Regions from separate parts of the Mus musculus genome. Here regions 1 and 3 are each linked to region 2. Evidence: chromatin contacts called from public HiChIP or PLAC-seq and promoter capture Hi-C data. All regions are on one chromosome and are shown on one strand. Each heading gives the region's core, a stretch centred on a gene start, on an enhancer-like site or on the middle of the called end of the contact. The rest is flanking DNA. Distances are from core to core; before and after follow the strand shown.

Region 1 (4,560 bases), core at 753-3,252, 110 kb after region 2:
CCTCTTCCCTCCAGGCTTCTAAGCCACACACACACACACACACACACACACACACACACACACACCCCTCACACACACACACTTCACACACACACACACACACCACACACACACACCACACACACACACACACACACACCACACACACACACTTCACACACACACACACACACACACCACACACACACACACACACACACCACACACACACACACACACACACCACACACACACACACACACACACACACACACACCACACACACACACACACACACACACACCTCACACACACACACACACACACACACACACAGCTGGGACACAGGCATGCAGTCCTATATCTTGACCACACCAAGGATGTTTCCTCCCAGAGTCTCCAGGCAAAGTACCATCTATTACAGTTTCACCTTGCTGGCTATCCCTAGTGTCCCAGGTACAAAGCCCCGAACAATTCATGCTCTTTGCACCTCTGGCCCTGCTTCCTATGCTTGCACTAGTCCTCCTTTGCTGCCTAACTCAGAGCACCCAGCAAGGCTGGCAAGCCCTTCCTGCTCCCCCTACAAGGTCCACAAAACCACTGTTTGCTCAGTATGCATTGCCATGCCTTCATATCACATCCAGCATCCCGCATCTCTGGGATTAGATGCCCATGTCTCCCTTTTCTGTCCTGAGCACAGTGCCTGCTTCACAGGAGATACTAGGCTTGGCTCTTGTGTTAAAAGGTGTGAAAATCCCTGGGTGGAAAAGGAGAATAGGCTTGCCAGTGAAAGGAGAGTAAGAGTGCAGGTTCATGGAAGAACATGAGTATAGCCTGCAGCATGGTCAAAGTGACACTGCAAATACCTCGTGGGCCTGAGGGGTACCCTTACCATAAAAGTAACCCAGACTTTCTAGACTGATGGAGTAGCCACATTGAACAGGTCCACCTTGCTAGAAAAGGGGGTCTTACAGCACCTGTTAAATAATGTGCTAGAGAAAATGCATGCTTCTGTCCTCTCCAAGTCCATGATCGACAAGTGCAATCCCCCATGTTCTTGCCAGGTGGAAACCTGTAACACACAGGCTGGAGTGTGGAACCCTCAGGTCTGCCCCTCCTGGCCTCACTGTGAAAAGCCACTGTAAGGGCTCTAGCTGTCACATTATCATTGGGTGGATCTGTCAGCGACAAGCTCCGGGCCTGTTCTTGCCTCTCCTCCCTGTGGTGGGGTGGGGCTGGCAGAGGAAATCACCAGGTGTGGCCAGGGGAAAGTCCCACCAACATTCTAGAGAAACATGGAATTTCCTGGGTTTTAACCCCTTGTCCAACTGCCCACTCAGAGCTGACCAGAGCAGCACAGCCCCCCTTCCCGGCTTCCCAGGATATCTGGAGTACTGGCTTATGGCTGGGAAGGTGGGCAAATTACTAAAGGTGTACAGAACTTGATACCATCAAACATGGTCTGAAAAAAAAAAACCACTTCCCAGATTCTCCATCCCCCTGCCATCCATACTACCTAAAGCACACAGTGCATTTGAGTGGCTGTGGTCAGAAAACGGCACCAGGTGGGAGCAGGTTTTGCTGTGTGTAAGGTCAGAGTAGGGGCTATGATCTGGGTGTGTACTTGTTCTTGAAAGCTCTAAAGGAAGATAAGTCCTGTCCAGCTTCTAGGAGGGGCAAGCACAGGTCCTGGCTCTTTCTAGGCAGTTTTCAACTTGGTTAACTTGTTGGACTTCTTTAGTTAACTTTAAGCAGAGCTTTGAATTTCCCTCCAGAGATGCCAGCATAGTACTCAGTGGCCTGTCACAGAGCCCCCAGCCTCCGTTCTTGGCTTCCTTGTGGCTCAGGCGATGGCCCTATGGCTTCCACTTGACAACTCACAGAATCCTCTTTCCCTTTACTGAAGGGGGAGTGGAGGTGTGTGTGGCAGCCGTTGAGATGCCTGTCCCTTTAAGAGCGAGAGGAAGGGAGGGAAAGAGGAGGGGAGAAAGAGAGAAAGAGAGAGAGAGAGAGAAGTGAATCAGGAAGTATGATAGTTAAGAGCCTGGGACTGGGTACCCCACTGCTCTCAGAGAGGCAGGAAAGAGACCTTCAGGCTCAAGACCATCACCTGCTTTGCCTGTGGATCCTGGGGGGCCCCATAGCTACCAGGATCTTCTAGGCACTGCCCAGGATTGACTTCAAGGCCTGAATCCCTGGGGGTGCCACCCAGTTCCACAAGTCTGCATTGCCCTGCAACTGAGATAGGAGATGGGGTGAGTGTGTAGTGTCTGTGGAGGAGGGTGGTGTGGGGAAGCCAGTGGGGCAGCTTCAAGTCAATACTCAGCTGAATGCCCGAGTCCTGTGTTTTTCTTGTGGTTGCTGGGAGCCTGGTAGTGTTCTGCACTCCCTCTGTGGGAAAACACTCTCAGAACGGACTGCTTGGAGGCCAGTGAGGGGCAGGGACCATGATGGCCCTGAGAAGAACCATGATTGGCCAAAAAAAGCTCCCCTCCTGGGCTCTGCTTCTCAACATGCTGATGCAAAGCTGGGGTTCAGCTTTGGGGGCCTCTACTGGCCTCTGCTTGGGATCTTTCCCCTGGGGCCCAAATAACCAGGAGAGGTTTCCAGAACAGCTGGAAAGAAGCTGGACACCGCCCCCCCCCCCCCTCTGCTCGCTTCAAGAACTGTAGGGAAGGTGACAACAGGAACAAGTTAAAGGGCTGGGACTGGTGGCCTTTGATGGGGCTGAGAATCAAACAGCACAGCAACAGCACGAAGGGGCCTCTCATCCACCCACCCTTCTCTTTCCGGTGTAGCTCAGCTCCTGGACTTGCCCCAGACAGAAAGCAAAACACACACTTGCCAGGGAGAGTCTTTGCCTGATTCTGAGCCACTTGGAGTGCAGGTATGTGTATCTGCCACAGAGGAGCCCCCGAGGAGGATAGGAGTCTGTGGGCAGGCTGGCGTTGACTCACAGAAGGCTGCTGTGCTGCACCTTCTATGCACAGAGGGTCTTGGGGATGGGAGGGTGGATGGGAGGATGATCCAGAGATAATCCAGATGTGCCACAATCAGAGCTTCTAGGTACAGAACCCAGGGCCATGCTGCCCATCTGGGATGCTGTTCTGTGCACCTCACTGCCCGCCTTCCTGACTGCAGCTATGCTTTGCCCCAGTAGCAGGGCTTGGTTGAGGACCAGCCTAGGTAGAGTCATGAAGGTGACACAATCTGCTGCCCCCAGCTGAAGGTGACACAATCTGCTGCACCCAGCTCCCAAGACTGCAGCCTTGGCCTCCACTTCAGTGCCCTGTCTGAGCCTTGCATTGGGCTGACTCCTCAGCCATACAGAGAAGCATGGACAACTCGTTCATGTTGCCTTCAGAAGGTCTCATCAGCATCCTTACCTTTGCCTAAAGCAAACATGTGTGTGTTGTCTGAAACTGGGGTGTGACTACTGATCTCTTTAAATGGCTTCTGGCTCAAAAGCTTACATTCTCCAAAGTTTGCATTTTCTTTTGTTTTTATTTATTTACATTCCAAATGCTGCCCCCACTTCCCAGTCCCTTTACTCCATCCCCCTTCCCCTTTGCCTCTGAGAGGGTGCTCCTCCACCCATCCCCTTACACCCACTTCACATACCCCAACCTCCCGCATCTCCATGCATTTTTAAATCAGACTACAAGCTGGGCTATAGCTCACTTGGTTTGTAAAGGGCATGCTTAGCTACCATGCATGAAGCCAAGGATTCAGCCCCCAGCACCAAGGTGATAGGGGAAAGTGGTACACACTCATAACCCATGCATTTAGGAGGTAGACACACAAGTTCAAGACCATCCTCAATACCAGTGCAGGTGTCTAGGCTACTCTGTCTTTAAAAAAAAAAAAAAAAAAACAGGCAGAAAGAATGGAGCTGGGCATGGTGCATGCCTTTAATCCCAGCACTCGGGAGGCAGAGGCAGGCAGATTTCTAAGTTCGAGGCCAGCCTGGTCTACAAAGTGAGTTCCAGGACAGCCAGAACTATACAGAGAAACCCTGTCTCGAAAAACAAAACAAAGATCTCAGAATGGAACCACTTTTGGTTTGAGCACCAGTGCGGTCCTAGAGCTCTGTCTGATGGGCGCAGCTTTATTTCAAAGCATTTTAGGGCTGGGGGTCCTTCTTATGCTCCTGCCTCAGGCATCCCCAAAGACCGGCTCTGGGCCTATTTTTCAGACAGGCAGTCAGTGTAACTTTTGAGACTTCACTTTCTGGAACCGTTTGCTTTAGAGGAACCAGATTTTGAAGAGAACGGGATGAGCACAAAGATGGGGAGCAGAGTTGTGGAGGGTTTCAGATCTTCCCTGGAGCTCTAGAGCCCTTGGATTTGATGGTTTTAGATCTTTACACTCCCCCACATCATCTACTCCTCCCTTTCTTCCCCTCCCATCCTTCCTCCTTGGCTGTCTCCCTCTAGTAAAGCAATGAGCAAGGCCTGGTGGCCTGATGTTAGTTCTCAGCAGTAGGAAGTCAGGGGCCACAAAAGCAGAGAAGGGGTGAGGGCTCCAGGCTCATGTTGCAATCCTGGAGATTTGTGGTAGTGTGACTGGATCTGCCTGACC
Region 2 (4,651 bases), core at 1,078-3,577:
CTAAAAGAAAAGCTTAATATATAGATTAAACAAAGCTGAAGATGGGTTATCCTGAAGATCGGAATGATAAAAGAATGAACATAGAGAAAAAAAAGCATCAGACATGAACAGGCCTAGTGTGATTATTTGAAGTTCCAGCAGAAAAAAAAAAAAGAATGAAGAAAGCATTAGTTGAAGAAAAATGGCTATAAACTGTCTACAACTAATGAAGTTATTACAGAGTAAAAACACATTATGAACTCCAGGTAGGATGAATACAAAGAAAGTTGTGTGTAGGTGAATTATGGTTACATTGATGAAAGCTGTTAGAGAAGTGTCTTACAGCTGCACTCAAAGAAGCAACAACAAAGTTAACTGTTAGGTTCTCAATAGAAAACAATGAAAGATAGGAGGCAGTAGAAAGACGTATCCTTAAGAAGTGAAGGCCAACTAATGAGATTTCCAAATAAGAAGATATGAAAAACCTATCACCAGCAGACCTACACTGAAAGAAATAATAAAAACTTATGTTCATGCTATGTAGCCAAAGCTAGCTTTGGACTTCCCTCCTGCCTTAGCCACTGAGAAATGTTGGGATTACAAGCCTGTGCCACCATCCTTGACTCTAAATAATATTTAAATGGAATGGAAATGATCTCAGAGAAGGTTGGATATTCAGGAAAGAATGTGGAGTATTCTTGAAAAGTGCAGCTTTGAACTGACCAAAATTAAGACACATGACAGTACATACCATCACCCACCAAAAACGTGGTGCTACCCTCTGTGATCAAGTCCTCCTCTATTGACAACTAGAATTCAGTCTGTTTGCCCGAGTAACCCATTAGCAGATGAGTTCGTTCCTTCTTTTTATATGGTTTACAGAGTTTTCCTCCTCTTAGATTGCTAGTGACACTATCTCTTTAGTGGTTACCATAAATTACAACTTGTATTCTCCTTTTAATATTTTGTTCTGCTTTCCTTTTTGATACAGGGTCTCACCATGCAGCCACGGCAGGCCTAACTTCCCATCCTGCCTGAGATTCCTGAGTGCTGGGATTATTATGGTGTATACTATCAAACCCAGCCTATAGCATGTATTCTTGTTTCTTTATTTATTCAAAAATCCTGGCTGCAGTTTCTCCTCTCAGTCCTTCCCCTTCCTCCCACCCCATTTCCCAGCTCCTCCTCCATAATATTTTCAGAAAAGCACAGACCTCCTATGGATATCAACTAGCCATGGTATATCAAATAGCAATAAGCCTAGGCACCTCTTCTCCTATTAAGGCTAAGCAAGGGTCTCACAGGCAGGCAACAGAGTCAGAGAAAGCTCTTGCCCCCACTGTTAGGTGTTGCACAAGAATGCCAAGCTACACAACTGTAACGTATGCAGAGGGCCTAGGTCAGTCCTATCTAGGCTCCCTAGTAGCCAGTTCGGTCTCTGTGAGCCCCTATGGGTCCAGGTTAGTTGATTCTGTGGATTTTCTTATCTTACATCATAAATTCTTTTAGAAAGTGTTTTTTAGTTTAGTTTTTGTTTTTTACATGGGTGTGTGTGTGTGTGTGTGTGTGTGTGTGTGTGTGTGTACAGGTGCTTATGCCTGGTGTGAATGTGGAGTTCAAGGGACAACTTGCATGAATTAGTTCTCTCCTAATACTTCTTGAATCTTAGAAATCAAATGCAGGTTTTCAGGCTTGGTGGCAAATACCTTTATCCACTAAGCCATCTTGACAGCCTATGGGGCTATATTCTTGACTTGCCAACGTTTACTATAGATTAACCCTCTACTGCTTATTTAACAATATCTTTTCCCTGACTCCCACCCAGATTCTATTGCTGATTTACTATTCACTAATTTTACATATATATTATATATATATATTTAAAACCTCACAAGAGGTTACTAATTTTGCCTTTTAATAGTAAATATTTACACACACACACACAAGCCCAAACTCTGGCCTTTTCCTTCTCACAGTTGAATGATTTTCATGTGAGAAGGTGCTAGTGAGAAGGAACGTGCTATCCAGAAGGATACAGATTTTTAAAAAGTGTTCATGGGCCATGACTGATGGTAATAGCTGCCACTGTAATTGGCATGCACAAAGACAAGAAGATATAAACCAGCACAGCACCTGGGGAGATCTACTCAGTATTCTAAAGTTGGCATTATGTTCCTCTTAGAGCCAACCATGGTACCTGAAGTGTCAAGAGACTGTTATATTCATGATTAAACCCCTGGAGCCTCTTCCTTTCTCTAGACTGGGATTCTAAGGCAAATGAAGACTTCTAACAGTACACTGATTCCTGATGAACTGGCTGTACTGCTAAGTTCCTCTTTCTCGTTTGATCAGCAGTTTTCTCATTTAGGCATTTCCTGTAGAGTGCTGCTGACTGTTTCATTTCCTACCCGGGTGTTTCCCTCCTCTCGGTGTTCACATGCCAACTTTCAGATGAGCTCTGTCACCTCATGTCTCAGCCCAGCCATCTGAGAACCACAAGGCATTCTTCCTACTTTAACAGCTCCTGGGATTCAATACTGTAGGAGGGCAGATGCTTGCAAGCACTTACTATGCTGTTTCTTTTGCTTTCTTAAGCCTTTGCTTGCTTTTCTTCCTGAGTTGATGTTATGTCCTGAGATTTGTGTCCTCTTTGCCTTTGTGTCTTTTGTTCCTTGTATGTCCCAGTCTACTTGAGGGTACCCAAAGTCACCTAGACACTGTTTCTATGCCTCTAATGTCCAGCCTTGGAAATAAGTAGACATTCGCCTTCAGCACCTAGGACTGGAAGAGAAAGAGCTCTTTATTGTATATTACTGTTCACTGCTTTGGGGTTTGACATATTCTTATTTTTTCTAAGGTCCCAAAGCACATTGTTAGCTTTGAAGGTTTGATTGTTTATTTGTTGTTGTTTCATATATTTTTAATATAAGTACTCATAGCTATACACTTTCTTCTTAGAACTAGCAAATTTCCTGGTATGTTGTACTTTTATTTTCATTTGATTTTTAAGAATTTTTAAATTTCTGATTTCTCATCTTAGAGTGTTTTTCCACATACATACTTTAAAATAATTTCTATGGTTTTTCTTACTATTGTTTTGTTGTTTGATAGAATAAGATACAATTAATCATTCTAGTTCTTTTATATTTTGTAAGTCTTGCTTTATGGCTAGAACATGGCATAGTTTAGAGAAGGGTACGTGGGATGCTGATAACATCTATTCTATAGCTTTTAGATGGAATATTCTGTCTATCTGCTAAGTCCATTTGAACCATGGTGCAGATTAGTCCTGAGGCTTCTTTGGTGATTTTTAGTAGGATGCCTTATTTAAAGAGGACAATGAGGTATCAAAATCACTCTGTATTATTATTGATGTGGGACCTATCTGACCTTTTATGTCCATCAGGGTTTACTTTATGAAATTGGAAGCTAGAATGTTTTGTATATATTTTACAGCTATATCTTCTTAATGATTTTTCCCTTTATTAGTATGTAATGGCTTTCTTTATCTCCTCTAATTTTGATTTGATTTCTACTTTGTTGGATTTCAGAGTAGATATGCCAGTTTGTTTTCCAGCTGCCATTTCTTGATAGATTCTCTTCTGTTCTTAATCTCTTTACCAGTAAAGTGTATTCCTTAAAGACTACAGAAATTTGGATCTATTATTTTAATGTATCCATCTAGTCTGTATCTATTTATTGGTAAGCTAAGCTTATTATTAAGAGATGTTCATTCATTCTTATAATTTAAGCAGCAGTTTCTAAAATTAGGCATTCTAACACAATCCAATCCAAAGTAATGGTGGGAAAATAGGAAAAGTCTTTATCTTTCATTACTGGACTCTGATGCAAAGGATAGTAAACTTGGTACAAGCAAAACACTGCAATTGCTAATGAATGTAACACTTTTGAGTCTATGCCAGACGTAAGCTGCTCAAGAGAGATTGCTCCTCCATTAGTTCTCAGTGATTTTATATTTTAATAGCTTTGGGCTCTTATTTTGTTTGGTTGGTTTGGTTTTGTTGTTGTTGTGTTTTGTTTTTAGCTTTTTATTCTTTGTGAGTTTCACATCATGCACCCCAGTCCTGCTCATCTCCCCATCCCCTCATGTCTGCCCTTTGCCCTGACAACCTTCCCCACAAAATAAAACATACACAAACAAAAAACAAGCAAAGCATAGAAAACATCTCATTGTGGAAGCTGTAATATGTCACAGTGTGTCCCACAGTGTATCCCTCTGGCCACACATTTCACTTGCAAATGTTCATTCCAATGAGTTACTGGTCTGGTCTGGTCCGAGATCTCTGGATTCTATGATACCATCAAGATTGGCTCCTCACCAGGACTCCTCCTGGTTATCCTGTTGTTGCTCTGTGTCAGGGAGATCTTGCAACTTTGGGTCAGCAGGCCTAGACCTTTCACACATCCTAAACATTTTCAGATTATTCAAATTTTGAGTTGGGCCAACTCAGAGCCCTGGATCTGTGCATGGGTGGTAGCTGAGCTGGTCAGCATGCAGACTCTCCCTTAACCATATCACCAAGATAAGCTCTCCAGCACTGCTCCAGCTAGGCCATTGAAAACTTCCATCAGCAGGAGGCAGGGTCACTCTCCTGCTCTCACACCCTTGAGACTGGCTCACCTGCACCTGTGCCTCTGGAGCCAGCTCCAC
Region 3 (4,699 bases), core at 2,128-4,627, 110 kb before region 2:
CTTTTAAAAATGGGATCATATATGGGAAGATAACTAAGTTGGTAAAATGCTTTCTGCAGCAATCTGAGGACTGACCTGAGATTAATCCCCAGAACCCACATAAAAATGTCCTTCATGGATAGTAATGAATGCTGAGAGTTGGATACATAGAGTCTCCTCAGTTTGTTATCCAATACTGAATGGTCAGCCCTTAAGTCATAAAAGTGACATTATAGGGAGCAGCTTGTATTTACATATTTAAGATTATATATATATATATATACATATATACACATATGTATATATATATTCTTATATATGAGTGTGTGTGTGTGTGTGTGTGTGTAACAACAATTAATGAAATAGAGGCCATGAATTTGAGATAGAACAAGGGTTATATGATATATGGGAAGAGTTGGAAAGAGGGAAGGGAAGGACAGAAATGATGTAAATATATTTTATTTTCAAACAAAATGCCCTATACAGTAGGCTTGCATTTCTCTGAGCTGGGGAGGCAGAAACAGAGGATTTCTGAGCTTCAAGGCTGCTTGATGATGAGCTCCAGGCCAATGAGAGACTATATCTCAAAGAAAGTGGTCAGTGTTCCTGAGAATGGCACTCAGGCTTGTCCTCTGTCCTCTATGTGTTTATACAGACACACATGCACATATACATGCACATTCACATTTGTCCACACACATCAATCTTAAAAATAAAAATGAGGTTATATGTATTATTTCATTACAGAAATTATTAGTCTCATTTTAAAAGGTGAGAAAACTGAAGCATTAGGCTAAGTGACACTGACAAGTTAAGTAGTAAGGGTAGGAGTAGAATGTAGGACACCTAGTTCTTTTCAAAACAACTTAATTGCCAAGTACCATGGCACATACCTGTAATCCCAGCACTCAGGAGTCTAAAGAGGGAGGATCTAGAGTCCCAGGCTAGCCTGGGCTACATAGGAAGCCTGTGTCTCCAAACCAACCAACCAACCAACCAACCAACCAACCAACCAACCATCCAACCAACTTTATTGAAATGTATGTGATTCTCTCTCTCTCTCAAGCATAACCTTTTAAACTTAAAGTTCAACAAGTTTTCACTAGGATATGTTCTAACTACATATTGAACATTTGTGTCATCCCCCCCCCCCCACACACACACCCTAATGCTTCTTTTCCCTTTGTTCATTGTTTTGTTGCCTCATCCAGTGTTCTTTTCGCACTCCCATACTCTGATTTAACATCTTTCATCTGTATCTTTCTGGAGCAGTCCTGGCTGGCAGTGTGCCAGGTTCATCATGTTGAATTATGAGACTGAATAGGAAGCTAGTGGGGTGGTTATACTATTGAGTTCTTCCTTGGAGGTTTTGCAGCTTCGGGGCATTGAAAGATAATGTGGCTTCTTTCCAGGTGAGCTTGAGAAACTGGACACCCACTCATTGTCTGCACTTGCTTTCCTGTAGCCTGCAGAGTGTTGGAGGAGAGTGGTGGGCTGGTGGAGAAGATGACCTCTAGAGGATGTTCTACTTCTGTATGTCTATTCAGCCTCCTCCTTGGAAACCTGCTCTCTGCTGCTTAGTTGCAGCACCCTGGGGCCTTAATTAGTCTGAATTCCATATCAGGTGACTGAATCCCAAGGGCTTTAAAGATCCCAGCTCTGACAAATGAGCAAACCTTCGGTTTCATAGCTATGTAAAGCAGGTCCTAGAAAAGCCCTTGCTCTGTGTCCATAAGGTTGTAAGTGAGGACAGACACTTTCCAATGTGCTGTTCTCATAGTCCTGGAGTTTGGTCATAGAATCTTGAACATTGCAGAGAATCAGAGGTTTTTCTTCCCAGAAGGTTTTGGCCCTGGACCATAACTGCTCCTAGAGCTGTTATGTGTCAGTATGCTGGCCTTGTTCCTAGCAAAGCGAAGATATGAATACTTTAGCTAAACCTCTATAATGTTCACAGAAAGTAACTCAGAATGCAGTTTTTACTTTTCTAGGTGTGGTTTGCTTCCATATGGTAACTAATTCTGGGTGTTGGGGATCTCTGTGCTATGAAGGTTATCACCTTCATTTGTTTTGGGGCTCTTTGAGTTTTCTGGACCCATCTTTTTAGCCATCATTTCCTATTTGGTACCTTTTGTTAAGGTGAAGCCCCATCTACAAGGTAATAATAGACTCAGATTGCCACTGTAAGGACTCACTCACCTTACTCTTGGTCCCTACAGAATGAATTTTCTTCTAGTTAGCTTACACATTTCTCTGACTCTGAGAACAGTAAAACAGCAACAAAACAGACTAATGCTTCAGCTTCAGGTTTCTCCCTTGCTGGCAACAATCAGAAATAATATTTTGTAGAGAACCTGAGGTACTGGTTTCATTGTACTCCCTTGAGTCTGACTGTCAACAATTGGTGGCCATTCCTTGCTTTCCTCTTTAGTGAGCTGGCTACATTGACTTGGTGAATCTCTGATATTGACTCTTTGACCTCACTGCCCTCTTTCCCGCTGTAGGAACTTTTTGTATTATGGAGACATGAAAAGAGTTGGCTTCCTGTGTTTTTTCTATCAGTAAAGCTTGGTTCTCAGAAGTCTGTGTACTGACTCCGTTGTGCTTTAGGAAGACACAGTGGTGATAAGAACAAAGTAGTTTAAAGCACCACATGTGTACATTGGGGATAACTGCACAGAGAAGGTGTGTGTGTGTGTGTGTGTGTGTGTGTGAGAGAGAGAGAGAGAGAGAGAGAGAGAGAGAGAGAGAGAGAGAGAGAGAGAGAGAGCAAATGGTTGATCATTTTTGCAGGCAAAAAAGACAGGTCTACTTTTGTAGAGGTCACAGGCTATTGCAGTGATTTCTTCTTCATTTCCCACTGGAGTTATGTTTCCAATGGTCCAGGAACATTTCATCTCTTTCCATACTCCAAGAGAGCATATTGTTTCTATAACAATGAAAGAAATATTAAATATTAAGAAAGAAATAGTAAAGATGGCAGGGGAGCTTGGAGCACAAATAGCCAATGCAGGTAGCAGGGAGAAGAAAGGAGGCCCTGGATTTTAAAGGGAAACTTCCCAGAGATACTCTGTAGGTACTGTTGGTTACTCAGGGAGATTGTGAATTTATTAGACAGTTCCTGGTTTTCATTTGGGCTTCATGTGTACCCTTCTTTGGGAACTAGAGAAGGGAACAATAACTCCTCAAGGAGCTGTGGCCGAGCTTCTTATCCGCTGGACCAGACAGAGCTGCTGTCAGTAGCAAGCAGGTTGGTTCAAACATCCACATAGATCTCAGAGTTAGGTGTTATTTCATGTGTTTGTTTAGTGTTTGTTTTTGTCTTGTCTGTTTGTTTCCTTTATTCTGTCCTCCCTGCAATCTAAGTCTTCTCTTTCCACAGGAAGTCTTTGCCACTTCCCTTTTCTGCAGCTGTCCCTGGGTTGCTATGGGCTTCTGTCCCTTCCTTTGTGCTGCTTAGCCCTATCCCTTCTTCACAGACACCCTGGGTGGACAGCGGGTTCTGTTCTGGTGCCCTCTTTCTGGAACGGCTGCACCCCACCAAGACAGATGGCTGTCTAGACTATTTTTAACTGTGTCTGGGGAAGAAGATTCTACTATTTTGAAATCCTTTCCACTGATTGACAGTTCTCAAGTCAGAGTTTCTTGCTAATGCTTGGTTTAAAATCTGACGGTTATAATTGAAAATCTTTTCCTTTTGTTCTTTTAAAATCACGTAGTCGAAGGTGGAGAGGGAGTTTGGAAGTCATTTAGGCCCACCCCTAATGAAGAAAATGAAACCCACCAATTCTTAACTTCAAATTGAAATGGGAAATGTCTTTACATCCTCCCATTGAGAATCCCATCTGTTTTGGGATCTGCTTCTGAAAGCACACATTTGGGTATCATTTTGTGAGAATCAATTTAATTTTCTGGAGAAGAAACAAGTGCTTGTCGAGTTGGAAGTGTAGAATGAAGGCATTAACCGACTTACTCTATTTTGTGTCTAGTGAGAAAGTTAAATGGTGCTTGTAAAATTACCTTGCCATAAAGGTAAAGATTAAACCAACCTTCTAACATATGTGGCCCTTTCTAGTTTCTTCTTTTTTCTATTCTCTCAAACCTTTTGTTTAAAGGGAAAAGGGGGTAGCAGTAGTTGTTTCTCTCCTCTCCACCAGTGTGAACCTCTGTGTGTTAAATATTTGCTGTAATGGCTTTGTCGGGTGACTGAAACTCCTTTGAAGCCCCCTTTACACACAGGGCTTTCTGCTAGTATACACTTCCCTTGATACAAGTCTCTGTACTGCCTCCCTTGACTGACAGCGTCACGATAGCAGATAGCTCTGGTGAGAAATAATGGTGCCTCAGTTTCAGTATAGGATTCTTGTTACGTAGTGTGGACATCCAGCATTCCTTGTAAACCAGCACAACTATCTTAAGTGACACTAAAGGGGCTTGGGAAGGGCTCTCTCTCTCTCTCTCTCTCTCTCTCTCTCTCTCTGTCTCTCTCTCTCTCTCTCTCTCTCTCTGGGTACTTATAGATTTTCTACTTCACCTGAGATGTTTTTAAATAGCAGAGGTCATTTCACATGTGGCCAAACCTTAACACTTAGTACAGGCTGCCAGGAGTCAGTGTACAGATTCTTTTTTACAGACATTAGCATCTCAGTCTCTGGAATAGGGCCAAAATTCAGTATTTTTTACCTGTACTAAAACTATGTGAGGTATTTAATATGTCTCA

The links. Promoter capture Hi-C pulls out the DNA fragments that hold promoters and counts their contacts. HiChIP or PLAC-seq counts read pairs in DNA pulled down with a chosen protein or histone mark.
Region 1: a promoter capture Hi-C map of macrophages shows a contact between it and region 2, with 7 read pairs. The contact joins the promoter of Ikbke here to the enhancer-like site in region 2. A contact is called at or near these places in 2 of 39 promoter capture datasets (macrophages and neutrophils), 1 of 484 Hi-C or Micro-C datasets (regulatory T cells), 5 of 115 datasets of contacts at active chromatin or transcription factors (CD8 T cells, the HPC-7 cell line, acute myeloid leukemia and 2 more) and 4 of 9 other capture datasets (adipose tissue, liver, macrophages and 1 more).
Region 3: a contact with region 2 is called in an H3K27ac HiChIP or PLAC-seq map of microglia, with 6 times the contacts expected there. The contact joins two enhancer-like sites. A contact is called at or near these places in 6 of 39 promoter capture datasets (the C10 cell line, the HPC-7 cell line, cranial neural crest and 3 more), 2 of 484 Hi-C or Micro-C datasets (bone marrow-derived macrophages and epidermal suprabasal cells), 6 of 115 datasets of contacts at active chromatin or transcription factors (the 230-238 cell line, CD8 T cells, the HPC-7 cell line and 3 more) and 2 of 9 other capture datasets (adipose tissue and liver).

Annotation. Positions count from the first base shown.
Region 1 is chr1:131,277,005-131,281,564 of GRCm38.p6, reverse strand. It overlaps Ikbke (inhibitor of kappaB kinase epsilon), which reads left to right and starts at 2,002. Exons shown (of 22, transcript NM_019777.3): 1 at 2,002-2,234; 2 at 2,778-2,866. All of the region lies in intron 1 of Gm51644 (a long non-coding RNA gene), which reads right to left.
Region 2 is chr1:131,382,362-131,387,012 of GRCm38.p6, reverse strand. The region is part of intron 4 of Srgap2 (SLIT-ROBO Rho GTPase activating protein 2); the gene reads left to right. All of the region lies in intron 3 of Gm51644 (a long non-coding RNA gene), which reads right to left. Among named protein-coding and RNA genes, the nearest start is that of Ikbke, 110 kb to the right of the region's middle. Within about 2 kb of position 2,327, at least 131 of the 459 cell types and tissues checked have an H3K27ac peak or open chromatin away from gene starts, as enhancers often do. A contact at or near this core is called in the 230-238 cell line, CD8 T cells, the HPC-7 cell line and 10 more, where this site is marked.
Region 3 is chr1:131,491,304-131,496,002 of GRCm38.p6, reverse strand. All of the region lies in intron 2 of Srgap2 (SLIT-ROBO Rho GTPase activating protein 2), which reads left to right. Among named protein-coding and RNA genes, the nearest start is that of Srgap2, 34 kb to the left of the region's middle. Within about 2 kb of position 3,377, at least 45 of the 459 cell types and tissues checked have an H3K27ac peak or open chromatin away from gene starts, as enhancers often do. A contact at or near this core is called in the 230-238 cell line, the HPC-7 cell line, bone marrow-derived macrophages and 1 more, where this site is marked.